2 separate regions of the Mus musculus genome follow, and region 2 is linked to region 1. A link is a contact called in public promoter capture Hi-C data. All regions are on one chromosome and are shown on one strand. The core of a region is the stretch at or near the end of the contact, and the rest is flanking DNA. Distances in the headings are between cores, read along the strand shown.

Region 1 (6,777 bases), core at 2,133-4,632:
ATATGGGGACTACAGCAGCAAGAAACTAATCCCAAGAAAGGAATCCCAGAGGGAGCCCTCAGGAGAAGGGCTGGTGGGGGGTGGGTGAGTCACTTCCTTAATGATTCAGCCATCTCTGGGCTGGCTGCATGCCAGGTTCCCAGGGGACTCCTGGGATCAGCCACAGTGAGCAGGGTTGCTGGGGCAGGGACAGTGGGCTCAGAGGGTCCCCTGAAAGCTCAACCTTTGTCTGACTGGATTTCCCTCAAGCCAATGGAGAGGCTTTGGATGAAACACTCCCTCAACACTGGAGTGTTCTGAGGTGGGGCACCCCAGCCAGGCAGTTGTCCCCTCAAGTCAGAATTCTTTCTTCCTCCTCTTGGGCCACTGAGCTGGAATTCTCCCACACCCATCAGAACTCAGTTCCTCTTTGTGGGACAGACCACAAAATGACCTTCCCTTCACCCTGAGCCCTGGGGCAATGCACAGTTCCTAACATCCAGTACCAGTATGTGTGTCTGTATGTGAACAGCAGAGGTGCCTTCTACCTTGAACCTCGGCTCATCAAGCAGGCTTGGCTAGCTAGCCAGCAAGCCCCAGGGACAGACACTATGATCGCAAGTGTGTGTCACCGCATCCAGCTTCCTTCACACAAATCATTAACCGACAGAGGCCTCCCTCCAGCCCTCAAGTCACTTTTGAAAAAATAATATTGATTTATTTTTAGGTGTATGGATGTTCTGCCTGCATGCATATTGCCCGGGGCATAGATAGGTAAGAAGAGGACACTGAATGTCCTGGAACTGGAGTCACAGATGGTTGTGAGCCACTGTGTGGTTCCTGAGAATCGATTTCTGTCCTCTGAAAGAACAGCAAGTGCTCTTAACCACTGAGCCATCTCTCCAGCCCCTTAGGTAATTTCTTTAAGACTTGGAACCACAGCCGTGCATGTTGATGCACACTTTCAGAGCCAGCACTGGTAAAGCACTGTGGGAGAACTCCGCTGGAAGCCAGCCTGGTCTACCTAGGGAGCCAAGGCTATGTAGGAAGACCCTATTTTAACAAGACAGAAGTAGGGGGATTAGTACACATTCAAAACCAGTTACGGCTACAGAGCTGCTACAGCGAGCGCCAAAGCCTGTCTCAAAACTAAAACCAAAGCAGACTCAAAATGAAGCCAGACCCTTTTGCGCAAATCTGTAATCTCAGCACTCAGAGGTAGAGGCAGGAGGACCAGAAGTTTAAGGTCATTTTAGCCACTTTGAAAGCTTGTTTACAAAAACAAAGCAAAAAACAAAAAACCAAACAAACAGACTCAGAGTAACATCAGCCATCAGGAAGATCAGGAGGTAGGGGCGGGGCTATGTCCAATCTACACAAAGAGAAGCTAGGGCTTGGAGCTTGGAAAAAAGATGAGTGATCAAACCAGGCCAGAGAAAGGACAGTAGACTCAAGTAATAGTTACCCAAGTCAGGGGGGTTCCTTGTCCCCTGGGCTGGGCTGGGCTCTACCCCACCATGCTAAAGGCATCAGCCAGACCGCCTACATCTGGAGACTTGGAAATTAATCAAACGGGAGCAGAGCCGTTCCCTTCTGCTCCCAGACACATCTGGTTCAACTTCCCAAGCTCAGACTGGAGCCAAGGGACTCCTGCTTAGAGAATCCAGAAGTGGGGGTAGGGCAGCCTTTGTGCTTCCTGCAGTATTTCATTGTGTAGTTCCGGCTGGCCTGGAACTTACTATGTAGACCAGGTTGGCCTCCAACTCCCAGGATCATGGAAGCCTCCTGCCTCCGCCTCTCTAATACTGGGATTCAAAACCTGAGAATCCAACTAGCGAGGCTGCTTGGTTGGTTTTGAAGACAAGGTATCATGTGGTCTCAAACTCAGTATACAGCAGAGAATGACCTTGAACTTTTGACCCTCCTGCCTCTACTCGCTAGGTACTCTGATAGCAGACACAGACACCACACCCACATGTTCAGTTAATTCAAACTGTAAACCAGAAAGTTTGTACACAAACTCTTGGCCCTTGAAACAATATGGTAAAATACAGCTGGTCTTGTTCCATTTTACAGAGGAGGAAAGTGCAGCCCAAAGTCACTGTGACCCAGCTTAGTGACAGCCAGGCAGGCCCCTGCAGCTGTTTGCCACCAACTGTGACACCCTGGGACTCTATTTCCTGGTTCTAGGTCCATGGCTACTGAGCTGCCTGCCACCTGTCACTAGCACTCAGGCCAGTCATTGTGGTTAGGGTGACCCCAGTTTGTGCCCCAAGTTCCATATCTTGGGGTAACTCCAGCTGGTGCCCCGTTCCATTTTTTCACTGTTTGTTGTCAAGTTACTTAGGTGACTTAGCCATCAAACAACGGTTGAGGCACCCAGGGTGGGGCGGGAAAGTCATGATGAAAGCCAAGTTCAAACCACAGCCTGGTAAGTTCCTTTCAGCCAGCAGCTCCGTCCCAGACAAGTCCCAAGGAGATTCTCTGCCTGTTCCTGGCACGGAGACAGCAGGGGACAGACTGGGGCAGGGGGAGTTCCCACCCTCGAAGAAATGGGCACCCTCACGTGGGTTTCTCTTCACATTGAGAGCGTCTGTTTGGGCAACAGTTTGCAAAGTGTACTTTAACCTACAGTTCTTTTTAGCTTTTTTTTTTTTTAAACTGTATGTGTTTTGCCTGCATGTATGTTTGTGCACTGCATGTATTATTGTACACTGCATGTATGTCTGTGCACTGCATGTCTGTTGCCCGTGGATGCAGAAGACAGTGTGAATCCCCAGGAACTGGAGTTACAGACACTTGTGAGCCACCATATAGGTGCTGGGACCCAGCCAGGTCCTCTCTTAATGCTCTTGACCTCGGCACCACCCCAGCCTCTAGCCTGCATTTCTTTTTCTTTTGTTCTTTTGAGACAGGGTCTTGCTGTGTAGCACAAGCTGACCTGAAATTGGTGACCCTGCTGCCTCAGCCTCCCTAATGCCCTGTGACACCATGCCTGCTTTGTTACCCTCTTTAACTGCCCCCGTGCCTCAGTTTCTCCCTCTTAGTCTCCAAACTGGCAACACTCAAGCCCATTAGGATCTGACACCCCCTGGAGAGCCCTCTGGGGCGCACAGGTGCGCCGGCTTCGACTGTCCCTGCCCCTCCTGGCCACGTCCCGCGAGTTCCCTCCCGGCTCCGCGCAACCCCGAGGTCTCACCAAGCAGGCCGGGGCATCTGACGCCCCTCATGGTGGCGCGGCACGGAACGGACAGCGTCTGGGGTTGATAGAGGGCTGTGGCGGCCGGCTGGGCTGGGCTTTTATGCAGCGGGCGTGAGCAGGGCCCTCCCCGGAACTGTCCTCCCCGCTGGAAAGTAACAGGAAAGTGCCGGGGAAACAGACCCAGGGCGCGCCGCGCGCCCGCGTCTGGAACAAACGCAACATTCCTCCCCCCCCCCCCCCGCGCGCGGCTCCGACACCCGCCCCCGCGGGGAGCTGGGTGGTGTGGTTCAGGCGTCCTGGGACGGGGACCAGGCACATCGGACAGAGCTGGGTGGAGCTCCCACCCGAACGATGTCCTGGGCGACCCTCGCCTTTCCCATCAGCAGGACTTGTCGGCTTCTTTTCCAAGAGAGAAACTGAAGTTCAGAGAAGCCAGGGGCCAAATAAGAACCAGAAGAGGACTGAGGGTCCTGCCGGGCTGACTGTCCAGGAACGAGAGACATCAAGGTTTGGAGATGCGGCTCAGTGTGCGCAGTGCTTGCTTAACCTGCCCGAGGCCCTGTCTAGCCTCAAAGCCACATAAGCCGGCAGAGGACCGCTAGCCTGTAATCCCAGCACTAATCAGGAGTTCAACTCATCCTCCGTTTTGTCGCTTTTGAAGCCTGCCCGCGCTACAAAAGACCTTGCCCAAAAAGACAAGGGGTCATGGCATGGCTGCGTTGGCCTATACTAATACCGTTCTCTGGAAAGCAGAGGCTAAACCGGAGGCCGTTTTTGGCCACTTAAGAGTTGCAGGCCAGCCAGGCCTACGAAGCATGAGTCTATCGCAAAAATAAAAAATAATAAAGTGGGGGAGGGAAGTGCTACCAAGATGGTTCAGCGGGTAAAGGCACTTGCCCCAAAACCTAACGACCTGATTTCTGATACCCAGGACCTCCATGATGGAAGGAGAGAGCCAACTCCTGGAAGTTGTCCTCTGACCTTCACGGGCACACGGTGCCACACACAAACCCAAACACTAAATAAACAAGTCAATAAATAAAACGTAATAAGGGGCCGGGCAGTGGTGGCGCATGCCTGTAATCCCAGCACTTGAGAGGCAGAGGCAGGCGGATTACTGAGTTCGAGGCCAGCCTGGTCTAGAGAGTGAGTTCCAGGACAGCCAGGACTGCACAGAGAAACCCTGTCTCAAAAAGCCAAAACAAATAAACAAACAAAAAACGTAATAAGGACTTAAAATAGAGGAAGAGAGAGCTTTGACCACGGGACATGGCTTACCACGGCAGGGCTTTTTGGTTACACGCACTGACCTTGCCACAGTCTATAGAGAGTCATGTGATGTACACTGGCTTCCTGTTTGAGTTACTTGTGTAACTATGGTTTCTTTTCATGTGTGTGTGTTGGGGGCGGGAAGAATGCCAAACCCAAGGCTTTGTGTATGCTGGACAAGCACTCTACCAAGGGAACTACATTCTCAGACACATCTAGTGATTTTTCAAAATATTGATTTTCTTTTTCTTTTTTTCTCTGAAACACGGTCTGGTCTCAAACAGCCCAGGCTGTCTTTCAACTCTATGTAGCCTAGGATGGCACTGAACTCCTGACTTCCTGTCTCCAAAGCCTAAGCCTGCTGGGATCACAGGCATAAACTACCAGGGGTGTCAGGCCTTCCTTTTACCTTAGTAAATTCTGGGTTCAAGTTGGGCCATGGTGGCGCACACCTTTCGTCCCAGCACTTGAGAGGCAGAGGCAGGTGGATCTCTGTGATTTGGAGGCTAGCCTGGTCTACAGAGTGAATCAGGGCAGCCAGGGCTGTTACACTGAGAAACTCTGTCTCAAAAACAAAACAACAAAGAATAAAAATAAAAATAAACTCCAAGTTCTGAGAGATGACTGTAGCGAACTATGATGGCGCACAACCTGTAATGGCAGAGCTCACGAGGTTGAGGCAAGAGGGTTGCTGGGAGTCTGTGGCTCTCCTGATCCACAGTGTGAGAGAAAAGATAAAAGGAAGTTGCAGACCATGTGTGCTACTGGGGCTGGAGAGATGGATCACTGGTAGATGAGAACACTGGCTGCTCTTCGGAAACAGGGTTAGATTCCCAGAATTCTGTAACTCCAGTCCCAGGGGAGCCGATGCTATCTTCTGGTCTCCCCAGGCACCGCATACACTTGGTACACAGATAAAACAAGCAGGCAAAACTGATAAAGGACAAACTGAAAATTAATAACAAAAATAAAGACACAGTATTCCTGTCAAATGAACACATAGAAAAAACAACTTTTTTTTTTTTTTTCCGAGACAGGGTTTCTCTGTGTAGCCCTGGCTGTCCTGGAACTCACTCTGTAGACCAGGCTGGCTTCGAACTCAGAAATCCGCCTGTCTCTGCCTCCCAAGTGCTGGGATTAAAGACGTGCACCACCACTGCCCTACTAAGAAGAAACATTTTGTAAAAATAAAATAAATATTTTATTTGGAAAAAAGTCAGTTTCTTACATAGCTTTTAAATTTTAAATAACTTTAAATCTTTATTTTTACCGTGTTAATTATAATGGTATTATAATTCAATTCATTGACTGTCACATGTATGTATCTTTCTTTCTCTATTTAGAAGGGTTAAAAAATATTGACAATTGCATCCTGGTGTATCTCCCTTCCTGGCCTTACACTAAACCATTTCTTCCCATTTTCTTTTTTTTTTTTTTAAGATTTATTTATTTATTATATGTAAGTACACTGTAGCTGTCTTCAGACACACCAGAAGAGGGAGTCAGATCTCATTACAGATGGTTGTGAGCCACCATATGGTTGCTGGGATTTGAACTCTGGACCTTCGGAAGAGCAGTCAGGTGCTCTTACCCACTGAGCCATCTCACCAGCCCCCTTCTTCCCATTTTCAAGTCAATGAAAAGGCCAGGAAGCTTCAGGTTTGTGGGATGAAGACCAGGGCCAAGAATTCTAAGCATGACCTAAGTTTCTCTTTAAACCTTGGTGTGTGGATTAAAAAAAGAAAGAAAGAAAATGTGTGATACATAGTAATTCATAGGTGAAAAGTGACCAGCGGCCACATTAGGAATGAGTTGCTGATAGATGACTGTGCCTTACTTAGTTCAAGGTTTAATCCCTTGGGGTTTGCGCAAGAGCCAGCAGAGAGGAGGTTGGGAGGGGAATGGCCATTCCTAGTCTTAAGTGGAATTTGGACCTTTTTTTTTTCCTCCAAAAAATGGTATAACCTCAGGGCTCAATGTCCCCACAGACGCCCTGGCAGGCAGAGCCTCCCTGGGACTTGATTCGTCCTGTCTGTTGAATGAAGATTAAACCAAGCATGGCAGCTCATGTCTGTTATCCCAGCACTAGGAAGGTAGAGCCAGGGGCATTATGAGTTCAAGACAAGAGACTAGTTCACAAGGTGTGATGGCTGTCCTTGTTGTCACCTTGACTACCTCTGAAATAAATGAAAAGCCCAAGACAACAGCACACCTGTGAGAGATATTTTTAGCTGATTAGATCGTCTGAACTCGGAAGACCCATCTTAAATCTGGCCACACCTTCCGACAGCAGCCTATATAAAGGGCATGGAAGAAGGAAGCTCTTC
Region 2 (6,777 bases), core at 1,399-3,898, 1.1 Mb after region 1:
TGTCGATGTCCCTTGAAATGGTGCTGACTTGGAAACTGCAGCTAGGGATAAGTGAAGTCAGAGGCCGCCGGACCGCCAAGCTGCTAAGGTTCTCATCTGTAGGCATCTGTGGTCGCTTCAACTCCACTGCTGACAGCAGACGACTCAGCAGCTGAGAGAGAGGTGCTCCTGATCAGGGAGTGGGTAGAGACGAACTTGGAGCAGGCGTACATTTTCAGGGGTGAGGGGCCAAGGCAGGAGGGCTGCTCCCAGGGCAGAGAAGACAGAGACCTGCCAGTTGTTTTTTAACCCCCACATTGAGTCACAGGATCACATATGGATGAGATCCAAGGTTTGTTTTGGTTTTTTGTTTGGAAGTTTTGTTGGTTGGTTGGTTGGTTGGTTTTTGGTTTCTTGAGACAGGGTTTCTCTGTGTAGCCCTGGGTATCCTGGAACTTGCTCTGTAGACCAGGCTGGACTTGAACTTGGAGATCTGTCTGTCTCTGTCTTGTGAGTGCTGGGATTAAAAGTGTATGCCCCACACTACCTAATCCACCTTCCTCCCTCCCAGCCCCCCAGCTATGACAGTTTGTAAAAAGTGTCAATGTGATATTATTACATTGATCTCCTGAGAGCACAGAGAAGCCGGAGGGTTTATGATTTTTCTGGTTGTATCAATCACTCCCTGTAGGCTGACATTCTTGCCTCTGAGCCTCATTTTTTTTCAATATATAAGTCTTTTATTCTCCTAAAAGAGCCCAAATTGTACTTGTGATCAGGATCTTGTTTCTGGAGTCAGGAAACTGAGAGCTCCTCACCCCTTCTCAGACACAGAGATGCCATCCTAAAACTGTTGTGGCTTGCTGAATCAGAGTGGCTGAATCAGAAACATGTTCAATGTCATTTCCTTCAAGGATTAACTCATCCTTCTGGGCTTGAGAGAGAGAACAAGCAACACCTGGCCTCATCCAAACCCTGCAGATGGGTTTTTCACCCAAGAAATTTCGGATTTCAACCAATGATGTTCATAGGGAAATGAACATATACAGACCTCATCTTCTAACAGAAGCCCAGTGTAACACACCCTTGATAGTGTTCTGAACATGACTGCAGATGGTTCTGATAGTGGCCAGGTCCTTTCTGTTACCCCACCATTTGTCAACCCGGAGCCTTTTCTTTGTCTTTCCAAGAAGACTCAGCTCCACATTGATGTGATTGAAGTCCCTCCACAGAGTCCCCCTGGGGCCACTTCACAATGACTGTGCACCCCTTCAGAGTGATGTCGACATTTTCTGGAATGTCGACAGTCTGATTGCTGAGAATGGTCTTCATTCTCGCAGTAGATGGGGCAAAGAGAGTTGAGCCTCATTTTTTAATGATTTATTTAATATATATACACTGTAGCTGTTTTCAGACACACCAGAAGAGGGCATCCGATCTCATTACAGATGGTTGTGAGCCACCACATGGTTGCTGGGATTTGAACTCAGGACTTGTGGAGGAATAGTCAATGCTCTTAAGTACTGAGCCATCTCTCTAACTCCAAGCCTCATTTTTTCTCTTGTAAAGTAGAAGAGATTTATATAGTATCTACATTATGAATTTTAGGGAGAACTTAAAATCCCTGAAGTACTCCATGCAGGTCAGCAGGCTTTGTGACTGTCTTAAGTGAATCCCTCCTCCCTAAACATATATGGTTCCCTACCCAGATTCCTTTTGAAAATGTAAAAAAAGTTAACATCTGTAGAGTGGGGCCCTGGAAAGATGGCTCAGCTCTTAAGAGCGCTTGTTAAATATTAAGTATTAAGCTGTTAAGTTCTCTTGCATAGGACCATAGTTCAATTCCCAGAATCCACTTGATGGTTCACAAACTTCCAAAGCTTCAGTTCCATGTGATCTGATGGCCATCTTCTGACCTCTGAGGCCACCATGCACACATATGGTGCATAGACATATATACAGACAAAAACCTCACACATAAAAATAAAGTGAATAAATCTAAAACAACAAAAACATCAATAGAATGGTCATGCCTGAAGCCCACCACTCAGTGCCACCTTCTCTCTAGGTAAGAGAGATTTTTAAAAAAATTTTTTTTTTGGTTTTTCGAGATAGGGTTTCTCTGTGTAACCCTGGCTGTCCTGGAACTCACTCTGTAGACCAGGCTGGCCTCGAACTCAGAAATCTGCCTGCCTCTGCCTCCCAAGTGCTGGGATCAAAGGCACGCACCACCACTGCCCGGCTGAGAATTCTTGAAGGATGGCAGTGATCTGAGCCTGCTAGTGGTGGCTGGATGAAAATTATTGGGGGAAACCAATAGAATTTCAGTCAAGCCTTAGAGTGATTGTCTGTAATCCTAGCACTTGGGAGAAGTAGGCAGGAGATGAGGAGGTCAAGTCTAGCCTCTGCTAAAGAAGACCTGTTTCAAGATATAAAACAAAAATCCCAAAAGAAAACTACTTTTGCCCTTCAAGTCATCAAATTGACTTCACTAGTTAACTAAAAGCCACTGGGGTCAAACTACATGCAGCATCCTGAATCCCTTAAGTACATTTGAGGCTCATTTGCCACACTTAAGATGGCGACGACCAGCTTCCAAGTCGCCCTTTGCGCCACACTAAAAATGGCAACGCACGCGCTATCGCGACTTCCGGTTCCAGTTCCGGTCCCCTAGTCAGGTCCGGCGGCCTGCACACGCCAAGCACGCTGGGAGTAGCCATGGCGGATAATCCCGTTTTGGAGCTGTTGCTGCGGCGGCTGGAGGTAGCTGATGGCGGTCTGGACAGCGCGGAGTTGGCTACGCAGCTGGGTGTGGAGCACCAGGCGGTGGTGGGCGCAGTGAAGAGCCTTCAAGCTCTGGGTGAGGTGAGTCCAGGCGTGCCGCGGCTCGGCCTCGCTTTCATACCGGCAGCCCCATTATTTCTGGTGAAGGGACATTACGTGCTGGTGCACCGTGGGGTGCGCTGGTGGGAAGTCTGGAACAGTTTTCGTTTCTCAAGTGACTAATGTCTGTTAAGGCGAAAACATGGCACATGTAGGGGTGTGACAAGACGAGTCGCTTCCCGGAAAGGGGTTGCAATCTAATGGGGAAACACAAATGACCAGAGTGATATGAAGGCTCAGAGAACTAGCTGTGACAGTTGACTTAGCGTTGCGGGACAGAGAGCCGGGATCAGGTACAGATGGAAACTGACTCGAGGCCAATGGAGGAAAACGATGGCATCCAAGACATCAGTGGCAGGGCATTGGTGTGGGATTATAGGCCGCAGAGACCATCAGGGCAGAATTAAATGGTTCTGTAAGGTTCCTGTTTTCCCCTTTTATCTCCATGTTAGGGCCTTCTGCTGCTAGTCAAAAGCTACACCCTAAAAATATGGTTGCTATCTGGACCAGGCTGGCCTCCAATTTACCAAGATCCATGTGTCTTCAGAGAGCTGGGATAAAAGGCTTATGCCACCAATACTCACCCTCTTAGAGTTATTGTTTTTTATGTATATATGTGTGCCTGCCTAAGTTATGTGCACCACAAGCTGGAGGAAACCAGAAGAGGGTGGGAACTTAAGTCATAGATGGCTGTGAGCTTCCATGTAGGTGCTGGGACTTGAACCTGGTTCCTCTGCAGGAGCTATTGCTCTTAAACCACTGAAGCACCTCTCCACCACACTTTGTACTTTTTTCTTTTTAAAAATTTTTTGTAGGTTTTTACTGTCTTTGTTCAGTTTTTCAGGCTGGGTCTCCTTACATAGCCCTGGATATGCTGTAAGCCACTATGTAGGCCAGTCCAGCCTCAGATTCACAGAGATCCACCTGCCTCCGCCTCTCGAATGCTGGGATACTTTTTAACCTTGAAACAGGCCCTCACTGTCCAGTCTGGCCTTGAACTCACTGTGTATGAGTTCACGAGCTTTCCTTACCTCAGGTTCCCAACAGCTAAGATTACACGATTTTACCACCATGCACAGCCTGCTTTGTGTGTCTTTATCTCAGGAGAAGAATGGAGAACTATACTAGGAGTTGTAGCCAGCCAGATTGTATTCTCTGTATTAGTTTTCAGAAGGAATACCAGGCTAAACTGAGAGCTGGGGTGGGGAGCTGAGAGCTGAGGCTGGAACATCCCTAAACTGGAGGGCATAGTGTCCGATATGGGGAGGCAGGTGACCCAAGATTCAGGGTAAGGAAGAGGGGCAGAGAGGAAACCCATCCTTCCAGCATTGGCAAACATACTAGGAAGAAATGAATGACGAGGGATTTGTGGACCACTCAGGAAGCAAGATCCATGAGGCCAGGCTCTCGGTTGTTTATTTCTTGAGCACAAGTTCTGTACTCAAGTTCAGCTCTGTTCTGTAGTCCTTGCCATAATCTTAGGATGCTGACATTGTTTTTGGGTCTTGCACATAAGACAGCTGGTGCTTAGTGTAGTGACCCAGCAAACGTCACTAGTTGTACACACTGCAGTCCTCAGTGTTGTGGATAGATGGGGAATATGATATAGGTGCCAGGGATACGGCTCATGGCTTTCTTGATTTTATTTTTCAGCCAATTATTTAAAATAAACTTCGATATTCTTTTCTCCCCTGATCTTTGCCATTAAACCGTTAAATTCTTTTTTTTCTTTTAAAGATTTATTATTTTTTTAAATTTATTTTTTATTTTTTTATTTTTATTTTTTTGGTTTTTCGAGACAGGGTTTCTCTGTGTAGCCCTGACTGTCCTGGAACTCACTTTGTAGACCAGGCTGGCCTCGAACTCAGAAATTCACCTACCTCTGCCTCCCGAGTGCTGGGATTAAAGGCGTGTGCCACCACCACCCGACTAAAGATTTATTTATTTTATTTATATGAGTACACTGTAGCTGTCTTCAGACACTCCAGAAGAGGGCATTGGATCCCATTACAGATGGCTGTGAGTGACCATATGGTTGCTGGGACTTGAACTCAGGACCTCGGGAAGAGCAGTCAGTGCTCTCAACCGCTGAGCCATCTCTCCAGCCCAAGCCTTTACATTGTAAACAAGTACTGCATCGGTTTAGGAGTTAGAGTTGGGTATACTTTGGTATATTATAGAAAGGCCATTTGTTCAAGCCTTTCTGTAAAATTAAAGAAAAGTGCTTTTAGCAGCCTGTGTATAAATGATGAAAGACATGTGCAGTCAAGATACAAGATTAGGGGGACATGGCTCAGTCAGAAGGAGCACTTGGCATACGACCTGAAGTCAGATCCACGCACATGTGTAAAAGCTCAGCATGGCCTCTCGAGCCCAGTAACCTGGAGCTCTGGAGACAGAAGGGTTGTTAGGATGGGCTTGGTACCGGCGTAGATGAAAAATGGTGAGCTCGAGTTTCTTTGTGAGACCCTCTCAAGGGAACAAGCAAAGGGTGATAGAGTGTGACTGGCTTCCTCTGTCCACCAAGCACATGTGTACCTGTTCATCCCATGTGCTTACACACTGCACACACAGAAGGAAGAGGAAGGCACAAAGGCTCAGGGTGTGCTGCAGTGGCAGAAGGCTCCTCTAGCATGCCCAGTGTCTCATTCCTAGCACTGAAAAAGAACTTGTCTGAACCGGGTTGGTGGTGGCCATGCCATCAATCCCAGCACTTGTTAGGAAGAGGCAGGTAGAGCTCCGAGTTTGAGGCCAGCCTGGTCTAGGGTGCAAGTTTCAGAACAGCCAAGGCTTCACAGAGAAACCTGGTCTCCAAAACAAAGCAAAAGTTTGTCTATGGGGCGGGAAATAAGGCTCAGTGATTAAGAGCACTGGCTGCTTTTCCAGAGCACCTGGGTTTGGGTCCTAGCATCCACACTAATCACAGCTCCAAGGGATCTGAAGCCTCTGGCCTCTCCATCCTAAGGGTAGATGGTGTCCATAAACCCATGCAGGCGCACCCACATACATGTAAATTAAGAAAAAGAAGAAGAAGAAATCTGAAAAAAAGAAAAGAATTGTTTCAGATAAGAACATTAGTATGCAACCAATAGTCCCAAAACGGGAGAATGAGGCAGGAAGATTACAGAGGTCCAGGCATTTGAATCCCTCTTGGGATATATAGTAAAGCAAAGTCTTGAATGAAAACCGAGATAACATGCCTTTCCCTCGCGCTCCCTCTCACTCACTCAGTCACTCTCTCCCTCTTCCATCCTCTGTCCTCTCTCTTCCCCAACATATGAAAAGTAGTAACATTGAGATGTAACACAGTTTTGGGACTGCCCTCTGAATTTAATTAGTTTATTTTTTAGATAGGGTCTCATTTTGTACCCCTGACTAGCCTGGTACTTGATAAGTGTACCAGGTCTACCTGCCTCTGCCTCCCTACTACTGAGATTAAAGGTGCTGATTTATTTTGTGTGTGTGGTGCACACACGTGTGCGTGCATATGTGCAGGTGAGTGCAAATACTCCTGGAAGCTGGAGAAGTTAGAGCCCATGGAATTAGAGTTAGCAGTGGCTGTGGGCCACCCTATGTGGTTGGGGTAAAAGCAGTGCATGTTTTGACTACTAAGACGTGTCTCCAGCTCTGAGGCTGTCTTTGAATCTCTGGCCCAATGCTGAGGGTGGTGGTGGTTTTGAACATTGTGCCATTCATTTCTTTGCAGGTCATTGAGGCTGAGCTTCGTTCTACCAAGTGCTGGGAGCTGACTACTGAGGGTGAGGAGATTGCCCGGGAGGGCAGCCATGAGGCCCGTGTGTTTAGAAGCATCCCTCTCGAGGGCCTGGTGCAGAGTGAGCTCATGGTAGGGCCGGGCTGGGGTCCAGGGAGGGGATGGGGTGCAAGTGGCCCTGGAAAAGAGCACTCATCACAGTT

Evidence for each region. Promoter capture Hi-C pulls out the DNA fragments that hold promoters and counts their contacts.
Region 2: a promoter capture Hi-C map of maxillary cranial neural crest shows a contact between it and region 1. The contact joins the promoter of Farsa here to the promoter of Adgre5 in region 1. A contact is called at or near these places in 4 of 39 promoter capture datasets (cranial neural crest, liver, maxillary cranial neural crest and 1 more), 1 of 484 Hi-C or Micro-C datasets (B cells), 2 of 115 datasets of contacts at active chromatin or transcription factors (embryonic forebrain and thymic regulatory T cells) and 1 of 9 other capture datasets (liver).

The regions. Positions count from the first base shown.
Region 1 is chr8:83,737,929-83,744,705 of GRCm38.p6, forward strand. It overlaps Adgre5 (adhesion G protein-coupled receptor E5), which reads right to left and starts at 3,383. Exons shown (of 20, transcript NM_011925.2): 1 at 3,179-3,383. The coding sequence starts at 3,209. Gm46046 (predicted gene, 46046) reads left to right here and starts at 3,358. Exons shown (of 2, transcript NR_168527.1): 1 at 3,358-3,688.
Region 2 is chr8:84,854,338-84,861,114 of GRCm38.p6, forward strand. It overlaps Farsa (phenylalanyl-tRNA synthetase, alpha subunit), which reads left to right and starts at 2,649. Exons shown (of 13, transcript NM_025648.3): 1 at 2,649-2,844; 2 at 6,569-6,706. The coding sequence starts at 2,698. It overlaps 1700122E12Rik (a long non-coding RNA gene), which reads left to right. Exons shown (of 3, transcript XR_106144.5): 3 at 894-2,328. It also overlaps the pseudogene Gm5911.